3 separate regions of the Mus musculus genome follow, and all the other regions are linked to region 3. Evidence: chromatin contacts called from public targeted proximity ligation data. All regions are on one chromosome and are shown on one strand. The core of a region is the stretch at or near the end of the contact, and the rest is flanking DNA. Distances in the headings are between cores, read along the strand shown.

What was found.
Region 1: a contact with region 3 is called in a targeted proximity ligation map of embryonic fibroblasts, with 8 read pairs. A contact is called at or near these places in 2 of 484 Hi-C or Micro-C datasets (embryonic stem cells and nephron progenitors), 4 of 130 datasets of targeted methods (the NIH/3T3 cell line, embryonic fibroblasts and embryonic stem cells) and 1 of 9 other capture datasets (embryonic stem cells).
Region 2: a contact with region 3 is called in a targeted proximity ligation map of the NIH/3T3 cell line, with 19 read pairs. A contact is called at or near these places in 3 of 484 Hi-C or Micro-C datasets (B cells, bone marrow-derived macrophages and embryonic stem cells) and 2 of 130 datasets of targeted methods (the NIH/3T3 cell line and embryonic fibroblasts).

What each region holds. Positions count from the first base shown.
Region 1 is chr19:32,971,907-32,976,400 of GRCm38.p6, forward strand. Gm36914 (a long non-coding RNA gene) reads left to right here. Exons shown (of 4, transcript XR_877816.2): 3 at 3,439-3,542; 4 at 3,648-3,717. It overlaps Gm36860 (a long non-coding RNA gene), which reads right to left. Exons shown (of 3, transcript XR_877814.3): 2 at 10-3,482. Among named protein-coding and RNA genes, the nearest start is that of Gm36860, 6.2 kb to the right of the region's middle.
Region 2 is chr19:33,028,850-33,032,780 of GRCm38.p6, forward strand. No RefSeq gene overlaps it. Among named protein-coding and RNA genes, the nearest start is that of Gm41835, 44 kb to the right of the region's middle.
Region 3 is chr19:32,839,056-32,843,564 of GRCm38.p6, forward strand. No RefSeq gene overlaps it. Among named protein-coding and RNA genes, the nearest start is that of Pten, 84 kb to the left of the region's middle.

The sequences.
Region 1 (4,494 bases), core at 1,770-4,269, 130 kb after region 3:
AGCAATTACCTGTTGAGTTGGAGGGAGTTCTGGTGGTGTTAGGTCACCTTCCTCAAGTCATGGCTTATATTATCATGGGTTGGCGATGAGAAAGCCTCTCATAAAACAGAGAGAAAAAAGACAGCATTCATATCCTTTCAGGTTTCAGCGTGGGATGTAGATGATGTAATGACTGAAGAAGAACTGGGGATAATTAATGCAGTTGTAGAATGGGTCTTCTTGTTAAGTAAACCACCATTAACAGGTTATTCAAGGACTGGGGGAAGTTTGACTGAGTGAGAGTTGCAGTTGGTAAAAGACCTACTTATCTACTGTGTTAGGACGTTTTTGACTGATTCTTCGTGAAAGACTTTGTGAGATAGAGTCCAAATAGGCTTCCTTCCTGACAAAATTCAAGAGATATATAGCATTGTGTGAGAATCTGTTGCTTTTCAGATAGCATATCTGGCATTTGTTAAGATGTTTTGTCTCAGAGGTCATTTCTACCTTATAACTGTCATTTCCCGAGAGCCAAACAGGCTGCTCTTGATGCATGAGCCGGTGCATAGCCGGGTGCTTAGTGCTTGATGGTTGCAGAGTTGAATCACTGTAAGGATCGTCCTCTCTCTCACACTCCGTGATGTCATACAACTTTCTTCTAAAGAGCACACCAGACCGTATTTGACATCAATCTAGTGTCTTTTTCCTTGCTATGATGCTGGGACGCAAGACCACAGATTCTACACAGTAGAAGCTGCTAGTATTTGTTAAATTACTAAGAGAATTTCACTTAAGATCTTTAGCTACTGTTACGATTTGGATCTTAAATGTCTCTCGGAGTCTATGTGCTAATGACTTGCTCAGGAGGTAGTGAAACCTTAAGGAAGTGGATCCTAGAGGAAGTTAGGTCATGAAGGAGGTTTTTTGAGGGGGCTGTTGGAACCCTGGATGCTGTCATTCTGCTTCTCTTTGCTTCCTGACTGCAGCGAGGTGAGCATCTTGGCATTGCCTCACCACTCTGTGTTTTCCTACCATTCTATGTGTCCAGATGCAGTACAGCCAAGAGACCATGGACTAAAATCCTTGAAATCATGAGTCACATAATTAATACCTTTGACCTAGAGTAGTCACTGCAACAGAAAGATGAAGAGGTGTCTGCCTACGTTATCAATAAAGGATACACATCAAACTTCTTAAAATAGCACATTAGGCAGGGGCTTCATGGCTCAGTCTGTTTTCCTCTGCATCTTCCTCTCTCAACACTTAGCTGGCCCTGATGATTCCCGAAGACACATATTCAACCTGGGCATTACCTGTGAGTTCCCAAGACAGTGTGCTACGTGGTGCCTATGTTTCTATTTATCTGAATCTGGGAGCTGTTTCTGAGGTCTCTTCCCTGTTGATGCCAGCAGGTCCTAAATTCAGGCTGCTGGAGCCTGACCTCCTCCACGTGGTATCTCTGATCTCTGTGAATGAAGGTAGACCTTTTCTGCATCTGCTACACTTCTGTAATCTTGGGCTTGCTCATTAATCTCCAGAGAGTGGAGAGCTTGCAGTAAGGGTCCATGGCATCATTTTGAATATACCTTCAATGCCCAACTCATTTTAGGGATTCAGAAAAATGATGCTTTTTTGTTAACAAAAACTTTGGTTTTTCCTTTGAAACAATGCTTCAAAGAGGCTGTCATGTTATCCTTATTCCTGTAAATCAACAACTGACAACTTTGTATGAGTGTGAGTTTGTGTGTGTGTGTTTTGGGTGAGGGTGAAAGGGATAGATGAGGTCTAAGTCAAACTGAGAAATAAGAATTTCAGACTCTTATCTGCCTCTGTTAAGACCCTCATTTTAGCAGATCAGTTATTCTGACTTATCATAAGAATTTAAAAGACAAAAACAAAACATTACAGTTTCGAAACCCTACAATCCAGCTAAGAACTAATAAGAAACCTGGTGAATGAGAAATAAAATACTGATAGAAATAAGAGGTACAGTTTTTATGTCTTAGTTTATTATTTTAAAAACCATGAATGGCAGAGGATGTTGTGAAAGCATTTGGGAAGCAAGCCTAGGGAATAAGTTGGGGAGCAGAAGGTGAGACTGGGAAGCCAGTTCCCACTGTGGTCTCACTGGATACTCCTGAAAGGAGTAGAACACACCTCGGGCTTATCGAAGAGCTAGGAAGCTGGCTTGTTACTGTCTCTCATGTCTACTTCTGAGGGATAAACTTGCACCTTGCTTTGTGCTCAGACTCACTGCACTTTGATGCCAGAGAGGCTCAGGGCTCCTGGAAGTGGCTATCTGTGGATTTGGATGAGTGCTGAAGCAGTGGGGGAGAGGGGAAATGTGGGGAGAAGAGTTTGCAGTACCAATTACGAATCCTCAAGTGTTCTTGCATTTGCTCATAAGAACCGGACTCCGGATTTACAATAAAATGTGCGCAACACAAACCTACAGATTGAGTTAGGTAACTGGTTCTCAGCTGGGTGTAATTTAGTCTCTTCCCTTGGAGAATAGTTTGTCAGTGTCTGAAATTGGTTTTAGCTGTCATAAGTGGGAGGGTGAGAGTTCTGGTGTCTAGTGGGCAGGGACCCAATTACCCCTAAACTAATAACTAGACTAAAATTTCAACAGCGCTGAGGGTTTGATTCTCTAGGTTAGGGTTATTAAAAATTTCAGATAACACAAAGGTTCAGAGAACCTTTCTTTGGCTTATAAAGCCAGTACAAGGCCAAGATTGAACTAGACTTCTATTTCCAAAGCTTGTGTCTTCTAGAGATCAAGATACCGAAAAATAGAACAACTCACAACAAACAAACATCCCCAGATCTATACTGGCCATACCTCCTGGCCCAGAACTTCAAAGGCTTCTGAAACTGGGTGAAGCTGGCTGGAGCTGGCTGGGGCTGGCTGGGGCTGGCTGGGGCTGGCTGGGGCTGGCTGGGGCTGGCTGGGGCTTGGGGGAGGTGGAGAATGAGAACCTTTCCCATCCTCTTCTGGCCTTGCTCTCTCCTGGGCAAGTTGGGGCAGGTTCCCTGGGCACAAATCCCAGATTTGCATACCAGGCCTGGCTAGGTGCCCTTAGCTGGAAGCTCCAACTCCTTTGCAATGTACACGGTTGTCCTTCTTCAGCCAAGGTTGGCTGGTGGTTCTTTGTGGAATGGCAGCGCCCCACATTCCCCCAGGCTTGGGATGGTCTCTGGCAAGCTAGTGGAGTGAAGAGTTACAGGTGGTGCAGACATGGTTTGGAAGGAATCCCAGCTGGGGCAGCACCAAGAACCTTCTGATCGCTAACCAGATAACTGCGGTGGCTTGCAGACTCCCAGGAACCTCCCCTACTCTAGGAAACTAGCTTCAAGGGCAACACGGGCTTCTGAGAAGCCAGAAGAAGCTCAAAAGTGGAAACTCCTCTGTCAGCTTTGCCTTCTCAGCTTATAATTTTTTTTTCTTTTTCCCGAAAGCACCGAGTTCTCCGTTGCCATGTCCCTTAAGATGGGGAGTCAGCCTAGGAATGAACAGAGAAGTGGAACTCAGGATACAAAGACAGTCACAACCGGAAGACAAGGTGCAAATACTGATGGGGCTCTGAGCTTAGCTGTTTGTTTTGGGGGGGTTGATGGACACTTTGGGTTAGGTTTTTTTTTTTTTTTTTTTTTTTTTTTTTGCACAGGCAAAACCTAGGCTCCTTTGAATGCCCTCGGCTCTGCAGTGTCCTGGTCTTCTGGTTTCCAGACTCACATCTTGCCTCAGGGGGATTGACAGCTATCCCACATGCTGTTTCTGATCTGTTTAATCAAACTTTCATTTGATGTTGGTTGGAATTTCACATGTGGACCAAATACAAAGAAATTAAGTGATTCCAGCAGCTTGAATCTAAGGGAAGCATTAATCTTTGATATCAAATAATCTGTTTCCAGGGGCACTGGGTAAAAGCTGGTTCATTTGTTCATTCATTACTTCATTCCCCCCTCACCCCCATGTGGCAAGCAATTACTAAGGACTACCCTGCTCAAAGCTTTTCATAGGTATTGTGAGGGTCATTAAGGGAAGTGCAAAGAAGCTTAAGATCTAATGAGGGAAAGAGATGATCTAGCCCACCTTGCAGGACAGAAGTTGGCATACTGCAGAAACTCACTTCTGGGCTATGAAATGATTCTGGCATAGAGAAGAGGGAACAATATGTGGTATAATCTAAGAAAGTGTACCACGGTAGAGGAAGAGAAAAATGGTATTTTATTGAGGAGCAGGTATGGAAAAACATACCGACCAAGTAGGCTCGGTTCTTAAAAAAATTTTTAAAATTATCATCTTGTCCTATTTTTATACTGTCCTGTTCTTAGAATAGTTAACTTTTTGTATTAAATAATATCAAGACATAGCTTGTGGAGCATTGCATTCCTGTAAACAGTGACTATTCCATATGTACAGACATCAATGGTGGGATTTCTTACAACTAGAGTGACTTGATATTTTTTGATATTTTTTCTTGACTAATAATTATGTAAATTTGGGGCCTT
Region 2 (3,931 bases), core at 547-3,046, 190 kb after region 3:
AATGTAATTGAGGAAAATACGTAATAATAAAAAAAAGAAAAGAAAAGAAAGAAGTCCAGACATAACTGGGGTTGACCAGAGGAGACAAGGAAAATAAGTAAGATTAAATCTGCTGTTAAAAGAGATAAGGACACTTTTCAATTTGAACATAAGACATAAGCTGAAAATTTAAGCAGAACTCGAACCAAACCCATCCATCCCTTTCTAATAGAGGAGCGGAGACTAGAGATTAAGTGAGGGAGCCTGGTGGTTAAAGAGAATCTTAGAAGACCGTTCCTTCGTGAGTATAATTAGTATTGCCAATTAGTTATACACATCAATATGAAGACTTCACTGTGACATTTCCATACACACAGATTGCATGCTTTATCACATCTATGGTCTCTACCTCCCTCTCGTACCCATCCTTCTCCATCCATCCACCACTCCCTAGTAGTCCTCTACTAAGAAGACCGACTGACGCATTATCAGAACAACCAGGGTAAGATCTGCATGTACAGGTTTTTTTTTTTTTTTTTTTTTTTTTTTAAGACAACGTTTTATCTCATGTATCTGGCTATTTGGCAGGGAAGACCTTGAACAGCTGGTCATCCTACTCACAACTTATGAATTAAACATCCATAAGAATTAATGTGCTAGAACTAAAGGTGAATAATACCACAATTGATTTGTGAGATGCTAGGGACTGAAACCAGGGTTTTATATACATACAAGGCAAGCATACATTCTTAGTCCTACTTACAGCTTTTACAAACCCTCAGAATGGAGTTAATGTCCCCATAAGTGATATTTCATAGAAATAGATCTCTAATTACTCGCACCTCACTGTTCAATACACACACTCTTACCCTGCTTTTTCTCCAAGAAAACGGGTTTGCGCCTGTCACCTCTGTCCATCCCTTCCTGAGTTCTTTGTGGAACTCCATCAAGGTTGCAACATGGAGGTGCTCAGGAGAAGGAAAAGAACCCTGGACACTTGTCCAGCACCCTGGGCAGGAGCTTACACTGCTGGGGGAAGCACTCTATAATGCTGGTATGTTTAAGTGATATATCCATGCTAAATGGTAACACATGCAACACTTCCTGTTTCGGATGTGTTCTTGGCTAACCCTTTTGGAAAATGTTATATGGAGATTTTTTTCATGGCAGAGAGAGAGAAGAGAGAGAGAGAGAGAGAGAGAGAGAGAGAGAGAGAGAGAGAGAGAGCTTAAACAAAACAAGGAAGATCTAAAGCCCAGAATAATCTACCCTCCCCCCCCCCTTTTTTTCTGGGAATAGTAGGGGATCCAGCAGCCTTATTTCACGGAAGCTGTTAAGAACGAAAGCAGCATTACACATTCCATGTGTTCTTTCTAGAGAGAATCATCAATTTAATGTAAGCACACCCATGTCCTAAAATAGAATGCAGTGACACAAAGCAAACTCTGTGTGGGAAAGAACAAAACTCCTTTGACCACAGTGAGCACTCAAAGCTGGTGGCTGCCTAACCAGGTCCTCCTGGAGCTATGAAATGTGTCCATACAGAACCCTGTCCTCCAGCAGGGAAAACATTGGTGTGTGCTCTTTATGGGGGTAAATCACCCCACAAATGGTCACAAGGCTTTAGGATTTTTTGTTGTGGCAATGAGCGTTGATGTGGGAATCGGAGTCTTGAAGGAGCCTGGTGAGAACTCTCTGTGAATGGCGGGTCTATCCTTTAGCTTCTGAAGCACTGACATGGTAGAGGGAGGCTCTAGCTTGTGCTAAGACAGGTTATCTCGAGGTGGTTCTCCTACACCCCTGGCCAGCAGGCTGAAGCACTTAGGAGCTGATGAGTAACCTACCCTGCACTCTCTGCTGTAGCATGGGAAATGATGTGTTCCTGGATTCACAGCTATAAAATGCAAGCAGACTGTATCCTTGGTCTAACGGAGACTGAGAAACGAGTCTTTCTGTGTTAAAGCCCTGAGATTAACGGTTAATATTAACAACCAAAGTGTAAACTTGCTCACCTAGGCCAACACAAGCCGGTTTCATATAACATTTTTATTTGGAGTGACTCTGAGTAGTTCGGAGTAATTTTCTTTTTTCCCAATCCAAATTACTTTTCAGTTTCTCACTATCAGATCCAGGTCCAATTCTGAAAACTCTCAGCTGATTCTTTGATATGGACAATAGTGACATTTGTACAATAAGGCATATTTTGTGTTCATGGATGCTTAGACTTCCATATAAAGCCATACTATAACTATATAATATAAATAATATTATAATATCATTTATAATATTATAAGTGATAAATAAAAATATAATACAAAATAAAAATATAATACAAAATAAAAATATAAAAACCAAAGGGGTGTGCTTGCAATACTTCTGTGACATGCTATGTTCTTTATTCAAACACAATCTCTGGAAAAAATATGCTTGACATATTCTATATATAAAATGGCTTCAAGCAGCCCTTCATTAAAAAGTAAAAATCAAGAAAACATTTCTGCTATATGTTAAAGTCTATACATTTCATTTAAATTACTGAAACTCAGTGGATCTAATTCTTTTACTCAACTTCATATATCTATATATGCAGATGAGAAAAAATATATTTTAATGAGCTCATGAGGCATAGTCTCCTTGAGACCTCCTTCTTGTTGTGACAGTTTTAGTGGGATTTATCTATTTATTTATTTACTAAGTTGTTAATATGGCATTTCTGATTTTAAATGTGTTATTTTACAGCAGCCATTTTGAAAAATGAGGGTTTTTACATGGACTATTATATCATAGTTAAGCAGAGTGCATGATTCTGTAGCTTGCCGCTGGCCTGGACACCAAGAGGACTGGACTTCGCTGAGGGAGCCCTGTGTAAACGGTCCAGACAAAGCAGCTGAGGGTGACGTCGCACATCCTTCACCTAAATACTAACTGGAGTGTCTTTGGGGGCTCCTTGTGAAATGAATTATTTAACTGTGAAAAGCTAGCTCCCACTTCTAGGAAAGGCACAATAGGCACGATGACTCTAGTCTCCAGCTGAACAATACCGTTAGGAAGAACAGAGTATTTTAGGATCATCTGACCTTTATTTAAAAATGTTTGCACTTGTAGTCTTTTAACAATTCTTTGAGAGCTCTGTAGTTTGGTAGGTTTCAGGATCTCACTTGTAGTTTCGAGTAGAGTTTTAAGGTGGTCCCCACGCAGCATCCCTTTCGTGGGGGCTCACAGATGTTAAGGTCTAGCTCCTAATCTCATTGATTGTGGCTGGATGTGCATTGGAAAGTCCATTTTTGTTATTGAACAGTGCTCTTGAGCATTGCCTCAGCTTGCTTTCTGTTGCTGTGATAAGGACACCATGACTGAAGGCAACTCGGAGGAGGGAGGGGCTTAGTTTACCTCACAGCTTACAATTCCATCAGGATGGGAAGCCCAGAGGGAGGGAGGGAGGGAGGGAGGATCTGAAGCAGAGGCCATGGAGGCATGTTCTTTACTGGCTGGCTATCCCAGCTTTCCTCAGATTCCTTACTAAATACTCCACACTGTCCACCGTGGGCTGTTCCCTTCCACACCAATGGTCCAGCCATCAAGCAAACCAACAGGTTTGCTTACAGGCCAGTCTGATGGGAGAGCATTTTCTCAGTTGTGGTTTCCTCTTCTAAAATGACTCGTTTGTGTCAAGATGATGAAAGAGTAACCAGCGCAAGAGTATAAAGTTCTAACATTTTAAGTATTAATATATATTCTGCAGACATCAAGAGAACAAGTGTGTGTGTGTGTGTAGATACATTAAATATATATTAATAATCCATGTTATAGAGATTAAGGGAAGCTAACACTTGAGTATTGTCTTCGTAACTACGTCATCTTATAACTACTGAGAATTCTTTGTAATTTTTGAAGAGCCAATAGCTTATCCCTTCATTCTATACATTCTATGTTGAGCCATGAAGAGGAGCAA
Region 3 (4,509 bases), core at 191-2,690:
TTTGAGGTGATATAAGACTTGTAGATAACTATGATTTTTTTTAAAAAATGTAATTTGCAAGTCCTAAAAACAACACTACATTGAGAACAAGAAGTCATAGCAATTAAATTACTAGTGAAAGTAAATGTAATGATTAAAAAATACCACAGTCAGGGGAAAAAAAAGGGAAGCATAAAGCATGAAACAATGCTAATGAGGTCATTTAAAGTTTGATCATGTCAATAAAAGACTAAGAATAAGTGTTTTTAAACATCCAATTAAAAGGCAACAAGTATCTGATTGGAGAAAGAGAAAACCATAATTATATGCTATCTACAATTGACTTTTTATATAGAAATCCAGAGAGCAGGATGAAAGGAGGTTAAGAGCCCTTACTGATCTACTAAAGGATCCCAGCACACACAAACACACTCTCATAAAAATGCAGAAGGGTTCAGAAGGAAAGAATGAGAAAGCAATACTATGTAACTGTGAAACAGAAAGCTGAAGTGCCATATAGTTAAAACCAAGGAATGTTAAAAGGCTTAAGGAGATCTTAACGGTAAAGGGTTATAAGAAGCCATAGCTACTTTTAATGTGCATATATCTAATAGCAGAGTATCAACTATATGAAAAAGGTTACTAGAACTGACGATAAAAATAGACATATCCACAATTGTAGTTGGAGAGAGCATTTATTATAAGTCTGAATTATGTTGTAATACGATATTAATATAATTTCAAGTTACTATAGAAGCACTTTGATTATCATTTAAAATCAGAGCACACAGCCAAAAGGCCCCATCATCTTGTTATACATTTGAGACAACTACTGTTATCAATTTTTATGTATTGCCTAAAGGTATTTTATGATCATGCAAATTTTTTTCTTTTTGACAAAGGATAATATTACATACATTTCAGAACTCCATTTTCTTTGACCATTTTATAATATATTAGTTTCATTATTGGAACAAAAAACTATAGATTTGGTAAGTTTAGGAAGTGATATCTTCTGTATAACCATCAATGTGGTAGTTTCTGTATAAATATGACTTGAAATTTGTCATCAGGTCTTAAGCCCCAGGAAGATGTCACTATACTTTTTTTATGGAGTTGTAATATATAGTTATATATTCAATATATTTAATGTGTAGTTAGAGCATGGTACAGTCACCACTCCTTTCTAATTTCAAAACATTGACATTCTCTGTGCATGAGTTGTCACCACTACTCTCCTTCACCACCCTGGAAACCAATAATTTACTGTAGATTTATATTTACATATAAATTTTATATTTTGAACATTTCATATAAATAGAATCATACAAATTTGGCTTTTTGTATCTGCCTTCTTCCACTTGTTTTAAAGTTTCATGCGTTGTACTTCATTCCTTTTCATGACTCAAGAAAATGTAACTTTTGTAGGTATACCACATTTTGTTGGCATTAGAATTTGAAACATTCTTATTAACAGTAAATGGATGAGTCAAACTAGGACCAGGGGAATGCTATCTAGCACGCACCAGAACATAAGCTGTTTTTAATTTGAAAGTGTTTATTTTTTAATATATTTATAGTCACCATCTTTATAAGAATGTTGGGAGATGAGTGAAGCCCAGTTAGGAGAACTAAGTCAGCTGCCACGGACTTCCTGGAAGGATGCTAGCTAATGTGCGTATGAGCTGCTGAGGCTTTTCTCAGAATTAATATGACCAGGAGGCATAAAAGCAAAATAACCCAAACTTACTTGTTTTGAAACTGAAGAATGGGGCCAACGACATTCCGCAAAATTCATGGAATTTCTGATAGTTTCGGTGCAACAGGACCAGACTGGGGCAATGAGACTGTGGAGCCCCACAGGAACCAGGGAGTTTAAGTCACTGTGAAGGTTCAAAGCTAGGGTGGGAAACGTCTCCAATAGTTCCCATGTGATATCTTTAGTGTCTGTCCTTCCTCCTGTGCTCCCTCCTCTACTCTGCCCTTCCCTCCCCTACCCCATTTACCCTTCTTCTTCTGTTTTTTTTTAATCCTTGATAATTCCATGGCCTCGTTGAGTATCCCAAATGAAACACGTATCTGAAAATTCAACCCTTACATCCACAAATGAGAGAAAGCATACAGTTTGTCTTCTTGGGTTCAGGATACGTTACTCAGAATAATTGTCTCCATCCATTTACCTCAAATTTCATTTTTCTTAACACCTGAATAATATTCCATTGTGTAAATGTGCACATTTTCACCGTCTATCAGGTGATAGACATCTAGGCTGTTTCCATTTCATAGCTATTGTGATGAACAGGGACGAGCAAATACTTCTATAGTAGGATATGGAGTCCCTTGGGTATCTATAGTTATCCAAGAGTGGTATACCTGGATCATATGGTAGATCTGTTTCTAGCGTTTTGAGCAACTTCCGCACTGATTTCCATAGGGGCTGTGCCAATTTACATTCCCATTAGCAGTGAATAAGTGTTCCCTTTCCCTATATCCACCCACACCAGCATTTGTGTGTGTGTGCATGCTGTTTTGTTTTTTTTAGTTCTTTATCTTAGTCATCCCGATTGCGGTAAGATGAAATTCCAAGAAATTTTTCATTTGAATTTTCCTGATAACTACTTGTCAATTGTTAGTCCTGCTCAGAAAGTGCTCTCTGTGTGCAAACTGCCTGCTTTCCCCTTTATCAGATTTACAGCATCAGGTCTTAGGTTAAGGTCTTGATGTCCTTGTTTTGTGCACAATGAGAAATAAGAGTCTGGTTTCACTTCTCTACCGTATAGCTCTTCAGGTTAACCAGCACCGTTTGCTGAAGACGCTATAGTTTTTGCTAATGTGTATTATTGACCTCTCTGTCAAAACTCAGCTGGCTGTAAGAGTGCAGACTTATAGGTATGACCTCAGTCCTATTCTTTCGATCAATGATTTTGTTTTTAATGCTAGTGACACGCTGTTTTTAATCACCACAGCTTGGTAGCATAAACTTGGTATCTGGGATAATAATACGTCTAGCAGTTCATTTGGCTCTGTTGGGTGTTCATGTTTCTGTATGAAATTCAAGATTATATTTTTCAATGTCGGTGAAGAATTGCATTAGAACTGCGATGAGGATTACACTGAATCTGTACATTGCTTTTGATAGGTAACTTATACTCATCGAAAAGGTCCACCCCAGCAGGCTAGTTTTCAGAGTGCTCGAAGGTGCTATTCACGTTACCAGAGGAGAAAAGGAATGAGCAGCCTGTGAACTCTGTGAGCTTCAACAACAACTGGCCTGGCAGACATGACCATTGTTGCAGTAGTGGTATGAATATCACAGGAGTAAACCAACCACTTTCTGCTTGAATTTAAGGCCCACCCCACAAGTTAAAGCAACATTATTAGGGCAAATAACTTGTTGCTAGATAGTAGATGTAGTCTAGGCTAGTCTTAAACTCACAGAGATTCACCTGCCTCTGTCTCCTGAGTGCTAAGATTAAACATGTACATCACACTGGGCAGTGGTGGCGCACACCTTTAATCCCAGAACTTGGGTGGCAGAGGCAGGCGGATTTCTGAGTTCGAGGCCAGCCTGGTCTACAGAGTGAGTTCCAGGGCAGCCAGGGCTACACAGAGAAACCCTGTCTCGAAAAAAAAATTTTTTTTTAACATTATTTCACCTGGCTTGGAACATGTATGTATTTTGGGAGAAATTACAAAACTACCCAAACTGAAGGACATAAATCTACATTCTTGGTTCATATATGGGAAAATGAATCATGCTTGCCCCAGGCCAGAAAGAAAGCTCTCACCATTGGCAGAAGCCTCTTCCAAGCAGAACACTCCACAGGGTAAAGGATGGGCATGAGAGAGTCCGCAGAAGAAGACAAGCTGACCTCGCGGGTATGCCACCAGCTGCTGCTTCTGGAAACTGAAGGAAGTTTGGAGCCTCTTGAAATGATGCAGCACTGTTTTAAGTAGATGGCTACGGTACTGGCAGTCAGAGTGCACTGTTCCAAATGCTTGTAAATTGGTCATCTAAAGGTTTCTGACCTTGAGTTTTCTTATCTATAAAATGGGAATTATATGCTCTTTAAAAAGAAAGTATGAGCATGTACACCTAAGTATGTGTATGTGAATGAAAGTACATAGACATAGACTCCTAAGAATATTAGGAGGGTCATTTGAAGGACATTGTCTCGGATCTTGAAGGGTTAACAGAGAGAGGGCATGTGCTTATGCAAGAGAGAGAAAGAGAGAGAGAAAGAGAGAGAGAGAAAGAGAGAGAGAAACTGAGGACTACCAAGCACAGAAGACATAGAAGAAAATAATGACGACACAGTCTCTACACTCATAAGACTTGATAAGTAAGAGTTTCCTAGGCAAAGAAATATATTCCTGACCAGAGAATAGGGTGGTTGTGTTATATATCAGATGCAGCACAAACACTGTAAAAGCGTTGCACCAATTGTCTTAATTATTTATTAAAGCTTTTTTTTAAAATTTTATTTTTATATGTGCACGTGTTCTGCCTGTATGTATGTCTGTGTGAAG